Regions from separate parts of the Muntiacus reevesi genome. Here region 2 is linked to region 1. A link is a contact called in public Hi-C data. All regions are on one chromosome and are shown on one strand. Each heading gives the region's core, a stretch centred on a gene start, on an enhancer-like site or on the middle of the called end of the contact. The rest is flanking DNA. Distances are from core to core; before and after follow the strand shown. Region 1 holds the start of ACTR3 (actin related protein 3). Region 2 holds the start of SLC35F5 (solute carrier family 35 member F5).

The links. Hi-C and Micro-C count contacts between places; a contact is called where the count stands out from the background.
Region 2: a contact with region 1 is called in a Hi-C map of blood, with 3 times the contacts expected there. The contact joins the promoter of SLC35F5 here to the promoter of ACTR3 in region 1. A contact is called at or near these places in 2 of 3 Hi-C or Micro-C datasets (blood and muscle).

Annotation. Positions count from the first base shown.
Region 1 is chr3:207,268,261-207,274,540 of mMunRee1.1, reverse strand. ACTR3 (actin related protein 3) reads left to right here and starts at 3,533. Exons shown (of 12, transcript XM_065931409.1): 1 at 3,533-3,751. The coding sequence starts at 3,708. It overlaps LOC136165263 (a long non-coding RNA gene), which reads right to left and starts at 4,514. Exons shown (of 5, transcript XR_010662479.1): 1 at 4,325-4,514.
Region 2 is chr3:207,400,019-207,406,298 of mMunRee1.1, reverse strand. SLC35F5 (solute carrier family 35 member F5) reads right to left here and starts at 3,294. Exons shown (of 16, transcript XM_065931411.1): 1 at 3,122-3,294; 2 at 2,172-2,262; 3 at 1,873-2,014. The coding sequence starts at 3,161.

The DNA of each region.
Region 1 (6,280 bases), core at 2,284-4,783:
GAACTAAAAGGAAAACCAGGGTACTAACAGGCAGCAATGAATTTAGGGCAGTCAAACAAACGCCACCCTTCCACCACTATTTTCCTTTTCATATCGATCAAGGATCATCCCCAAGAGGCCTTCTAGCTCTGACATCCTCTGCTTCTCAGTATTTGGAGAAGAGTAAGCAGGAAGAGGGGTGCATATGCAAACAGGGTGGTCAGAAATGCTCTGGCCGGATATGCCCCAGAAGGTTCTGCATCGCTGAAGAAGGCTGCGCCACCACAGCGGTACAGATGCTGACCAATGTGGCAGGCAGCAAGGAGGAAGTGGAAAGGGTCTTAAGCAGGCAAAGCCTTTGGGTAGGCGAGTTATGAGGAACCTCCACAAATGACACTTTTCACAAGTGCTGGAAACTGAAACACTTCTAACAAGTCACTCCATTTACAGACAAGGGACAGGTTTTGACCGTGAAAGAGACTGTAGCAGGTTTCCTCACGTCTATGGAATGAGATACAGTAACTACCATGAACATGAGTTCATATTTGAATGTAATACACCAGTAAACATTAAACAGTCGCTTGAATCAAACATTGAAAATGGGTAGCCCATGGGTCAGATATGGTCTTCAAAAAATTAGTTACCAACATATAAAAATACAGGTATTTCCAACTTTTCTTGAAAAAAAGGGAGGTTTTGGCAACACAAGGCCTACATTCTTACATAGCAACAATTTTCTACTGTCTTCTGTGGGTGCTCCATGTTGCCGAACCCTCATCATAGCCCTCTTCATTTATAAGGCTGCCTGCCTGGACCATGGGAGCATTCTAGTTTCTGAACGCTGAGGTAATTACTTCATGACAACCCACGCCAGCATCTTGGTCAGCCATTTTGAGGCTCTATCTCTGCGGGCTTCCCTGAGCAGAACTTCCTTGAGTTCAAGTTCCGAACCTCTGTTCTTGAGACCCCTTTGGTTAAGATCCCTTTAGTCCAGACATACTACTTGTCATCCTGGAAACAATCATTTGCTCTACCCCAACCAAACCACATCTTTGTCTCCTGCCAGGGCCAATCTTCAGGCATCTGCTCTCCCCCCAAACCTTAAATACTTGATGGTGGGAAAGGCAGCAAAGAATCCTCATATACCATCTTCTATGCATAGTGAAAAAACATAAGGCACCTGAACAAAGAACCACTTCTGTTTGACTTCTTGGAAGATAATTTCTGAGGAAAGCTGCCCCTGAGGATTCTTTGTTTGTTTATTTCATATGAGTAGCTGTGGATGTGCTGGGCACCAGTGGATGGTAATGATGACGACGCCCCTTAGTAAGTCTCCTTTGTACACATCCAATCCCATCTGGATGCTACTCCTCACGTTTTCTATCTCTTAATGCCAACATCATATATGCTATATAAGCAGTCACTTCACTCTTAACTTTGTAGAATCCATTCTTCACAAAGCACGCAGAACATTTCCTTAAGTCTCTGAGGGATTCCAAGTTGCTTTTAGGCTAAAGTTTAAGATGCTTTAAGAAGTCTACAAATCCTCACATCATTTAATTCCTATCTCAGGCTCTACCTTCCATTCTGTCTTCTTCCCTGGCTCACTTCACTTTGAACACTTGGGCCTTCTTTAACTTTGTGGAAGAAAAAAAGCTCATTCTCACCTCAAGGCCTCGACTCTTGCTGTTCTCACTTCCTGGAGGGCTCCCCTTCTTCCTCACTCTCGCCCCTATCTCCTACCATCTTCCAGCCCTCAGTTTTTAAATGCTTCCCTGATAGCTCACTTGGTAAAGAATCTGCCTGTAATGTAGGAGACCCCAGTTCCATTCCTGGGTCAGGAAGATCCCTGGAGAAAGGATAGGCTACCCACTCCAGTATTCTTGGGCTTCCCTCCTGGCTCAGCTGGTCAAAGAATCCACCTGCAACGCGGGAGACCTGGGTTCACTCCCTGGGTTGGGAAAATACCCTTGAGAAAGGAAAGGCTACCCCTTCCAGTATCCTGGCCTAGAGAATTCCATGAACTGTATAGTCCATGGGGTCACAAAGAGTCGGACACAACTGAGCGACTTTCACTTTTGTCAGAGAAGCCTCTGCTACCTTTTGTTTCCCTCTCATTCACTCAACCCTCCTCCCCATTTCTCAGAGCCCTCTGCTTTATAATTTCTATTGCTCTTAATACAAGTTGTGTGTTTCTCCACTAAACTGTAAGCTCTGCAGCACCGAGAACTTATCCATTTTGTGCCTACTGAATATTAACGGTCAGTATTGTCCCTGCCTTAATAGAAAGGGTGAGCAATTCTTATTTGCCAAATGAACGAAAAGTTTAAATTCCATTGCCCAGGTTGGTCTAACACCACTCTATGTGATCTTCTAGAGTAATCAGACATCCTTTCTTAGGAAAAATATTTTTATTTCGGTCACCCATAAGTGAATCCACCTCGTTTATCGGAAAATAAACCAGAAGAGAAAAAAGCTATTAACATTATAGGTCTCCCAGGTGGGGAGAGGTCCCAGACTAGGAACTGGGTAGAAATGCAAATTAGCAGGCCTCACTCCAGACCACCTAATCAGAGAACTCAGGGGGTGTGGTCCAGCATTCTGTGCTTCAACAAGCCTTCCACGGAATTCTTGACACACACTTTGAGAAGTTTAAATGACATTGTTCTAGGCTTTCTAGTTTTGAACTTTCTTTTTTAATTAAAAATTCTGGTCCGTAATCCTTGGTTTCATCCTGCAACTAGTATCTTAAACTACTCAGGAGAGTACTTTTTTCGCCTCATTCAAAGCCACCAAAGGCTTATTTGTGTTAGGTATTTACCTCTACATTCCTGTGAGGTGGGCCTTCCTCGGTTGGCCTACAATCTAACCCTTGTGGTAACACTGGTAACATGCCACGTTGTAATAATGCACAAGTGTAACTGAAGAAAAAAAAACCCCCAAAAACAGTACCAAGGCACAAGAGCCACGGCGCAAGCCTTTGTTCCTCTCTCCTCCAACTGCTCACCCTCCGTCTGATATCGCTCTTTTCCAACCAGAAAAGGAGCCGCTCAAGTTATAAAAACGGATGGGCGCCGCTGACAAGGTTTTCAATGAGGTCGTTTTCTCCGGAGCACCTGACGATAGTTGGGGCTGTGGAATGCGGTTCCAACGCTTCCTTAACCTAGCACAGAAGTAATTGCAACTAAAAACCCCTTCCAGCTTCAGAATGAGAATTGGAGGCTCGGGCAGACCTACCCGCCCCTACCTGGAGAACACCCGAAGTGGACTACCTCACCTTCGGAATGGGAGCGGCAGCCGGCGGCGCACCTCACTGCGCATGCTCTCTCGCCCCGCCCGCTCGGAGGCCGGAAGGGGGAGCGCTCGAGGCCTAGGCCTGGCCCGGCCGGGGCGTCGGCACCGGCGGCCATCTTGGCTTCCCGGGGAAAGGCGGTGTGAGGGGAAGAAGTTGTAGGGTGGGGGCAGGAGTGAGGAGGAGGGGAGAGAGAAGGGGAGGAGGCCGCGGCGGGGCAGGGCGGGGACTGCCTGCCTGCCCGGGTTGCGGAAGTGGTAGCCGCTGACCGAGCCTGCTGCTCTCTCGCTACTGCTTCGGCTTCCCGGCTCCCCCCTAGACGGAGAGGGTGGCCCGGCCGTGGATGGTCAGATAGCTTCTACCTCCCGCCGCCCATCCCTGGCCCCAACCGGCACGGAGCAGACGGCGGCAGCAGCAGCAGCAGGCGAGGAGGAAGATGGCGGGACGGCTGCCGGCCTGTGTGGTGGACTGTGGCACGGGGTAAGGGGGCTGATGGGCGGGGGTGGGGAAACTGAGGCGGAGGCAGGAAAATGGCGGGGCCGGGAGATGAATGGAGCAGCAAGGTGCCGCCGCCGGCTGTGTCAGCCCGGGCCGCGCCGGGTGGCGAGGGGTGGGGCCCGCAGTCAGGGCCTCCCTCATCCCCCGCGCTTCACCCTCTGGGAGCCGGGCGGGGGCGCGGGGCCCAGAACCCCCCCGGGAGCGGCTTCTTCCGCGCGACCCCTCCCGGCCCTTCCCCCACCGCGGTGGGCAGCGCCGCCCGAGGGGCTGCGGGGACGGTCGCCTCCCCGGGGCCCGCGGTCGCGTGGGGGTGGTCGTCGAGCCCCTCGCAGCCGACCCTCCTTTGCCCCGGTGCTCCTTCCTGCCCGTGGGTTTGGAGACCAAGGGGAATGGAGCGCGGGGACCGGCCGGGCAAAGGAGCGAGAAAAGAGAAGCGCTCCTTGTAGGTTTTGCAAGATTGCTGTGACAACATTGTATCGGGGTGTGGGTGGGGAAAGGGAAGAATCGGACCCTGAAAATGGGAACCTAGATCGGGGCTTTCATTGGACCACCCACCTCCTCTTCCTTTTCGGCTCCCGGTCTTTTCCATCTCCCACTACGTTCCTACCGGCCAACCAAGTCACATTTTAATTTGAGAGAAAGATGTCATGTGTTACTTCTCTTGCCTCAAAAAAAGTCCCCCAGTGAGCAAGCGCGTTGCAACTTCCTTAGTTTTGTCAAAGCCGCTTCCTGCTTTCAGTCTTTTATACCCTTATAAGGTAGTTTTTCGTTTCCAACCTGAACACATCTTATTAGAACTTTCAAAATCAAGCAGTTTTCAAATAGGCTGAGTTACTGGTGCTAGGTGTGAATTTCTGTGAACTTAAAAAATATATTTGCGTTGTACGGAGAGGGAGGAAGGGAAGCACCCAGGAAAATTAAGTTGTGTGCGGTCATTCTGTGACCATGTCTTAAGGAGAGAAAGAAGGTAATAGAGTTGTAAAGGGAGGTACTTGCTTTTCAAGGAGTTGTTTATTATAGACTTGCAGTGTAGTTTGCTAAAGTATAGAATGGTGTGGAAGTGGTCGCTCCTTTTGTATTAACAGGCGTTTTAGAGAGTTATAGCACACTTTGTACTAACGTAGAAAATATTGCCTATGTTTTAATGCAGAGTGACTGCTTTATGTTTCAATATTGGAAGTGTTTTCTTTGGTGCTTGTGAATACCGTGCTGATTACTTTTCCAATTCCCCAGGTTTTGGAGGGGGTTATGAGAACTGGATTATCAGCCTTTCCCTTCCCTTTTTACTCTTTAGCAAACTATTGTTACTTAAAGGATGGTATACTCCTTACTCAGTTTGCTCTGTGTGAAATTTCTCTATAATCCTCAGGATCATACCTTTATGAAAGTGTGGCGGTTTGTAAAGTCCCAGCCGTGCAGAAGGAAACAATCGATTTATTAATATAATAAAAAACCAATGTCGTTTAGCCATGAAACTTCTATGTAGCTTTTTGATAGATGACTGATTAAAGTTATTTTTCTTAATCCATTTTTATTTCCTTGAACCAGTATTTTTTTTTTTTTTTTTCCGCCTTCCTTCTTAGTCCAGTTGGTGAGTAGTTTTATGTTAGGGTCAGTTTTAAAATTAGATTTGGCTGCTTGACTGAGAAAGAATTTTCAAGTATGTTTTGTTACAGTGAAAAATATTGCTACATAGTTAATATTATATGCTTTAGTAATTATTGCCTTGTCAATAAAATTAGTGTAGATAATTGTTGCCCTAATAAATAGTATGGTAATATCTTAAGTAAGGTGTTAACTTTTTCTTATTTAATTTTTTCCCTTTTGAAATACAGTTTTGATTATGTTTGATTTAGTATGCTGGGTATTTCATTGAGATTAACTATCCTTACGTGACCTCTTTCTGATAGGGCAGCCTTGAATTTAAAACACAGACTGAGTGATCAGGAGGTGTGGGGGAGAGGGGTTCAATCTATACTTAGGATGCTGCCCATGCCTAGTTGTTGACTTGTGTCCGACTCTCTGCGACCCCATGGACTGTAGCCTGCCAGGATCCTCTGTCCATGGAATTTTCCAGGCACGAATACTGGAGTGAATTGCCGTTTCCCACTCCAGGGGATTTTCCCCACCCAGGGATCAAACCTGTGTCTCCTGAATTGGCAGACAGATTCTTTACCACTGAGCCACCTGGGAAACCCCTTAGAATGTTTTTGCTTTAATGATCAGTTATTGATTATATTACTACATTAGTTTTATCTCATAGGGAGAGGTCGCTGGACAGTCATGATTTAAATGAAACAGATTAATAAGAGTTCTTCTTACTTTTTTTTACCATCTGTCACTGTCTGTTTATTTTTAATTTGATTGCCCATGCGGAATGTGAAGTCTTAGTGTTCCCTGAGCAGGGATCGAACTCTTGCCCCCTGCATTGGAAACTCAGACTGTTAACCAGCAGCGAAGTTCCAGATATACACTTATTGTGGTTTTCAGAAGGCATTTTGGTCTTTCTTG
Region 2 (6,280 bases), core at 2,045-4,544, 130 kb before region 1:
TAGAGACAATTTAAAGGTGCTCCCACTGGCCAAAGATAGGGCAGTTTAAGCATCAAAGGGATAATAAGCACAATTCTATTTCTTTTTTAAATTTAAATTTATTTTTAATTGGAGGATAATTGCTTTACAATATTGTAATGGTTTCTGCCATATATCAACATGAATCAGCCTTAGGTATGTATGTATGTCGCCACCCCCTTGAACCTCCCTCCCACCTCTCACCCCATCCCATCCATTAAGTTGTCACAGAGCAGTGGATTTGAGCTCCCTGTGTCATATAGCAAATACAACAAATTTCCTTTGGCTATCTAATTTTACATATAGTAATTAATAACCACAAATGTTTAAAACACATCAAACATACAAAAATCCATAAATGTATAATGATATACAAAAAATGCTCAATGATTATTTCTGGAAGTTGCTAGGTAACATTAGTTTAAAATGAATAGGAATAAAGATTTATCCAAACTTCCCTATATGAACCATGTTTCAGAATAACAAAATAGTAGTTGCAGAAAAGTTCTCCTTAAAGAATCCCAACTAATAAATGCAGAAGAAATGACCCTTAGAAAAATCAACATTTTATAACCTCTAGTTAAATACTCTATCTGGACAATAATCACATGGATATTCAACAACTACGTAAAGACTGATGAGGAACTTACAGCGCTCAAATTGGCATCACCCAAAGTAAGACTTATAGCCATTACCAGCCTCATGTTGTGATGTCAAAGGAAGTAACCAAGACGATAAGTAAAAACCAAACTAATTAAAACTAAAATAAAATTTTAAAGATAAGCTTATTTCCCTATCAACATTAAAGAGAGTTCTTTGTAGTTAAACTACAGAATGCTAATCTTAGAAGAAAAAAAAAGGTTGTAGAAGAGTGAAAAATCAATGGCCTAATGTATTCCAGAGTCTAATTCCAAAAAGGCTAAAAATTTATTCATCAGATACAATGTCAATGTCAACTATTTACTTAGCTACCACGTGGGATGACCAGCAGTATCACACTGCTTCCTTTGACATTTAAGTTCATTTTATAAATGCTACTCTTCCTTTTGCCTTAAGATAGCAACATGTAAGTTGAAACACAGTAATTTCTGAAAATAAATTTTTGCAGGGATCATTAACCAAAGTAAATAAAGTACCTGTACAAGTGGAAAGAAAAACTAGCTTGTGAACTCAAAATATCACATTACTACCAATAGGTCATCAATAAAAACAAAAGAAAATTTAATTACAGGCAATCACTCTATACATATACTTCACAAGAACGTTTAAAGCAGCAAACACATAAATGTCCATGAACCCATGTATGTGTATAATAGTGACCATACATGAAAACTCAGATCACATTCGCTCATTTGTCCAAACGTATTTTCACTTTCTACTAAATGGTGACTCCTGGATAGTTGTTCCACTAGAAAATAGTATTTATTAAAAAGGAAATAAATTTAGGGGGAAAAAAACACATAAAACCCACAAATATTAAGAAAATAGGCATGTATCTCATTTTCTAAATAATCTCCTTTTAAGGATTTAAGAAAACTGAAACAATTAAAACAGTATCTGTTCAGCTTCAACTTGAATTGATACTGCTGTTGCTGCTGCTAAGTCACCTCAGTCGTGTCGGACTCTGTGCGACCCCATAGATGGCAGCCCACCAGGCTCCTCCATCCCTGGGATTCTCCAGGCAAGAATACTGGAGTGGGTTGCCATTTCCTTCTCCAATGCATGCTAGTTCGTTATAAAAGAAAATTTATCAATATTCAAAATATCACTTAAGTGGGCATGAGAGACAGTAATGGCTAGAGATATGATGATATTTCAGTAACACAGCATCATTCCTAGATAAAGCTTACATACCGAAGTAAGTTCTGAGGATGCAACCCATATCACATCAACAAGTAGGAGAATAACAATCCCAAGAGCCATTCGCTTTCGCTGAGTGAAACCACTGCTCTGGGAATTCATTCGGTTCATGATAAACACACACACCATTTGCAGTCTGTTTTTAGAAAAATACAGATCACATTAGAAAGGATCTTTAAAAAAATAACCATGTAAAAATGAGAATGTAAGTACAACAGAAGTATGATATTTGTTAAGCTAATGTTCAAAGTCATATAGTTTTTGTTTTGGTTTATTTTAAGTGTTGAATTTACCTTATTTTAAAGGCCTTTCTGAGATCTTGAAGAGCAATGCCTGAAAACTTAGCAGATCTGAGTCTAAACGGAGGTGAAGAACTCAGCGCACCTAAAAATCACCACAGAATAATGCTTGTGAAAACATCGACCACTCAAAATAAGACTCATAAGCTCTTTTTCACTCTTCATCTTTAAAATGAAAGCCAATGAAAGAATATCAAAGTATGTGAAATATAACTGACATTTTTCTCTACACTTTTATGTTATGTACTATACATTTCAAATTATACTCAAAGAACACGGTACAAAGAAAAAAAAGCAAAATTCAACAAACAGCATATTTAAGAATACTTAACTAGTGAAGAACAGCTTCATAATAGTTTCATAAAGACAGAACCGGATTCGCCGCTCTTGCTACTCTCTCCAGAGGTACCCAACCCTGGGACAGTGTCTAGACACGCGCCTGTTTCTAAGTGTCGTCTCCGTCCCTGATCTTGAGTGGACTTGGCAGATTTGAGAGGAAGTGATTTGTTTTGAGTATTGACGGCACGTTTCCAAGCACCTCACATGGTCAAGAGAAGGATCCTCCACGCTTCCCCCACCCACCCCCGTCACTGTGTCTACTATTTCGATCTGAAATAGTCATTCACGAGGTGGGTGGGGAAACAGCTGTTCCAGGGAATCTTCCTTTTTCCGAGGAGGGGAAAAAAAAAGTTAAGGCAGTGACGTCTCCCGGGAGAAGGAGATTAAAGCCCTGAGGCGGCGGCGCCGGGCAGCTTCCTCAACTACCAGAGTCTACTCTGGGATCGCGCGACCCTGTCAGCCTCCCCTCAATAGGTCCCCAGACACTGGCCGTCTCGGTCAGAGCACCTCGGCTGCTACCAGAGGCTGAAGAGTGGGGCCGTTCGGGGCCCTCGGTCCCCGGCTTCGGTTCCGAGTGATTTCGCGGCCCTCCTGTGCCTACTTACCTGGCCTTCCTGCCCCGGGATGGTGTCGTGGCGGCACCATGAGCGGACCCGGCCCGGACCCGCCGCCGCCCAGGGCCACGGCCGCGGCCTCGGACTCACAGAGCTTTCGTGCCGCCTGTCATTGCGCTGCGCGGAGGCCCAGCCCCTGAAGCCGCGGTGCCCCTCGGGGCGACGCTGCCGACGCCAACCGGCTCCACTCGGTTCGGGAGGGCTGGGGCCGGGCGAAGGTAAGGAACCGAGCAGGCAGCGATGGCCGCGGAGGCCCGGAGCTGGACCCTGGCCCCGGCCCCGCCCTCGGCCGGCCAGCCTGCCAGCCCGGCCTGCGGCCCCGCCCCTCTCCCCGGCCCGAGGGCGGTGGCGCACGGGTTTCGTCACGATTGCGCGACAGCAGGCCACGTGAGGGTGTACCTCTAGGGTGGTTTGGCTATTGACAGTCGCTGAGCACAAAGCGAGAAGACGCCGCTGGGACGGCAGAGAGGAGCTGGGAGAAGGGAAGCAGGGCGCGGTGGAATGAGAAGAGGGAAGAAGGCGTGGGTGGTTGAAGTGGAGCGAAGGACGAGGGGGCTGACTGAGCCTCCAGATGGCCCCGCACCAAGACAAGAGCTAACAACGGCATTTGTTACAAAATTCGGTCAGGAAACTCTCAAGAGTTCTTGCTCGAGTAGAGGACGGAAGAGCAAAATGGCTTGAGAGAACTTTTGCTTTCTGGAGAGCAGAATGGCCTGGGAGAACTTTTGCTTTCTGGAAACTCTTGTATGTAAAATAGATCCCAGCTTCGGGAATTAGAAGTTCTGTCAAAAAAAAAAAAAAGAAGTTCTGTCAGTAACGGCAAGCTTTTCACCTCCCTGGCCCTCAGATTACTGAAAAGTGTGCATAATAATAGTACCTGCCGCGTCTATTAATTTGTATATATGCTAGGATTACTTGAGCATACAAATGTGAAGGGTTTAGATAATTCATGCAAGTTGAACACAAATGTTAAATTATTAAATTGTACAGATTTTAAAAATTAGCTTTTGAATATCCCATAAGAAAAAGCCTTGATATGTCCTGATATGTCTTTAGAAAACGAAATGAGACTAAAAGTTTCTTCACTGGAGTTGTCTACCACCAGCGCATTTGTAACATCTTTATGAGGTGGTGTGAAGAAATTAAGTTTTTTTCTTCTGTAATCACAATGTAGTGCATTTCTTACCTTCTGAATTTCTCCTGTTTTATTGAGATTGAATATATTGAATTTGTTCAATTAACTAGTAAAGCAATACCATTGAACATTTTTTGTGTTGACCCAGTCAATTTCTAATAAGCTATCAGCATTAAGCTCCTCTAATAAATATTCAGAAAGGTATCATGCAGAATAGAAAAATCTTAACCATTTAAATTACTTAGGGGAAATTTGTTTGCAGGCATTGATCAAATTATTCCAGTAGATGCTTTATTCTTGTTTCTTTAGAGTGGCAGGCCCATAGTAGACTAAAGAAAAATAGTGGCATTATGAATACCTTCCAGGATCTAAGAATCAGGAAAATTAGGTTGTACTTCTTAATCTGACCATACTTTATTCTGTGATCTTAAGGACTATTATTCTCTCTACCTCAATTCTTCAGTAGAAATAATGCTGATATCGTTACCTATTTCTTAAATAAATAATGCAAATGTAAGTACTTTGTAAATGTATATAAATCACCATTATTACCACTTATTTCCAGAGCATCTGCTAAAGGACAGTGCCTCTAGTCCGAGGTTAATCTTCCATTAACGTGTTTTCCCAGCACACTCTGAGGAAAATTCCACTGGACTACTGAGTCAACAGACCGTGGTGTCATTTCTGTGCTGTGGCATCCTGAACTCAGGTATTTCTTTCTCATGTCCCCACATATCTTGTCCAAGGCCAAGCCCTTAGTAACTTTGAAGTCTTAGAAAGCTGATTTCTGGTATAACTTTAACTCTTATTTCTGTGTGATTAATTCTTAGAAGCAAGAACTTTACATTTCCCTCCCTATAAAATCCCAACTGTCTACATTTTCAAATATAAATTCCACAAGAACAAGAATTTTTGCCTTTATTATCCTCCACTATACCCTCAGCATCTAGACTAGGGCCTAACACAGAAGTGTGGTCAATGTCTTGAATAAACTGGAACATCTCGCTGTCTCCTGACATTTTGAAGCCTATTTTCTTCTTCATATCTTCATTTCTGTTGGTACCACTATTTTTGTAGTCTCACCATCTTAAAAGATTGATTTTTCATTTTTATTAATTTCCTTTTTGCTCTTCAAAGTTAATCACTCTAAGTTCTTTTGAAATCTCTCAGTAGTAGACCCTTAAGCTTCATGTTATTAAGTCCGATATATTAAAAAAAAGTTACCTGAAATATAGAGAATATAATTTCCTCAGTAATTACATGTGTCACAACATGAATATGAAGGTCATGTGTGAGTGTACGGGGCAGTCCATAGTTTACTCCTGTATACCAGTATCAAAGATTACATTTTAAATTCAAGCCTTAGTAAAATTACAAATGGCTATGTCATGAGTCTTTGGAGCTTCCAGTTAATAGTTGAAACCACTTATCATAGTTCTGTGAATTCCAAGTGTGGAAATAAAGAACACTCAAATGAGAACAAGCAGAAGACATTTATTCAGAGCTTGTTATAACAAGGCAGTCAGCCCTCATCCCTTGCATTTGGCAGAGATTCAAAGACAGGGAAGTGTAAAAGCTTTCCAGTAGAAACAGGGAAAGGCTTCAGGTATACCCTGATGGTTGGCATGGGGAAACAAGGAAAGCTAACCAGAAACAAGGCATCCTTTGTGGTTGGAGGGATGCATATTTGCCTTTCTCTGGTTCTAAGTTGGAAACCAGACAAAAACTTTGGAAGGTGGCAGTTATTCATCAAGTGCTGACCAACAGTCTACTCTTGTCGCTTGTATTTTATCATATTCTCTACTAGAATGCTGGGCACAGAAGCTCAGTAAATAATTGATTTGATTTGTATCTAACACATGGTCTAATGGATTGGCGTTCACAATTTTGTTTTCATTACTGTACATAAGAGACTGCTTTTGAATTTGAATCACTGCATTTTACAGGGTAAGTCGAACCTTGGGAGGTTCTGAGATTTAGATCTAAGGTCCTAAGGGTTTATTGTGTACAATCAA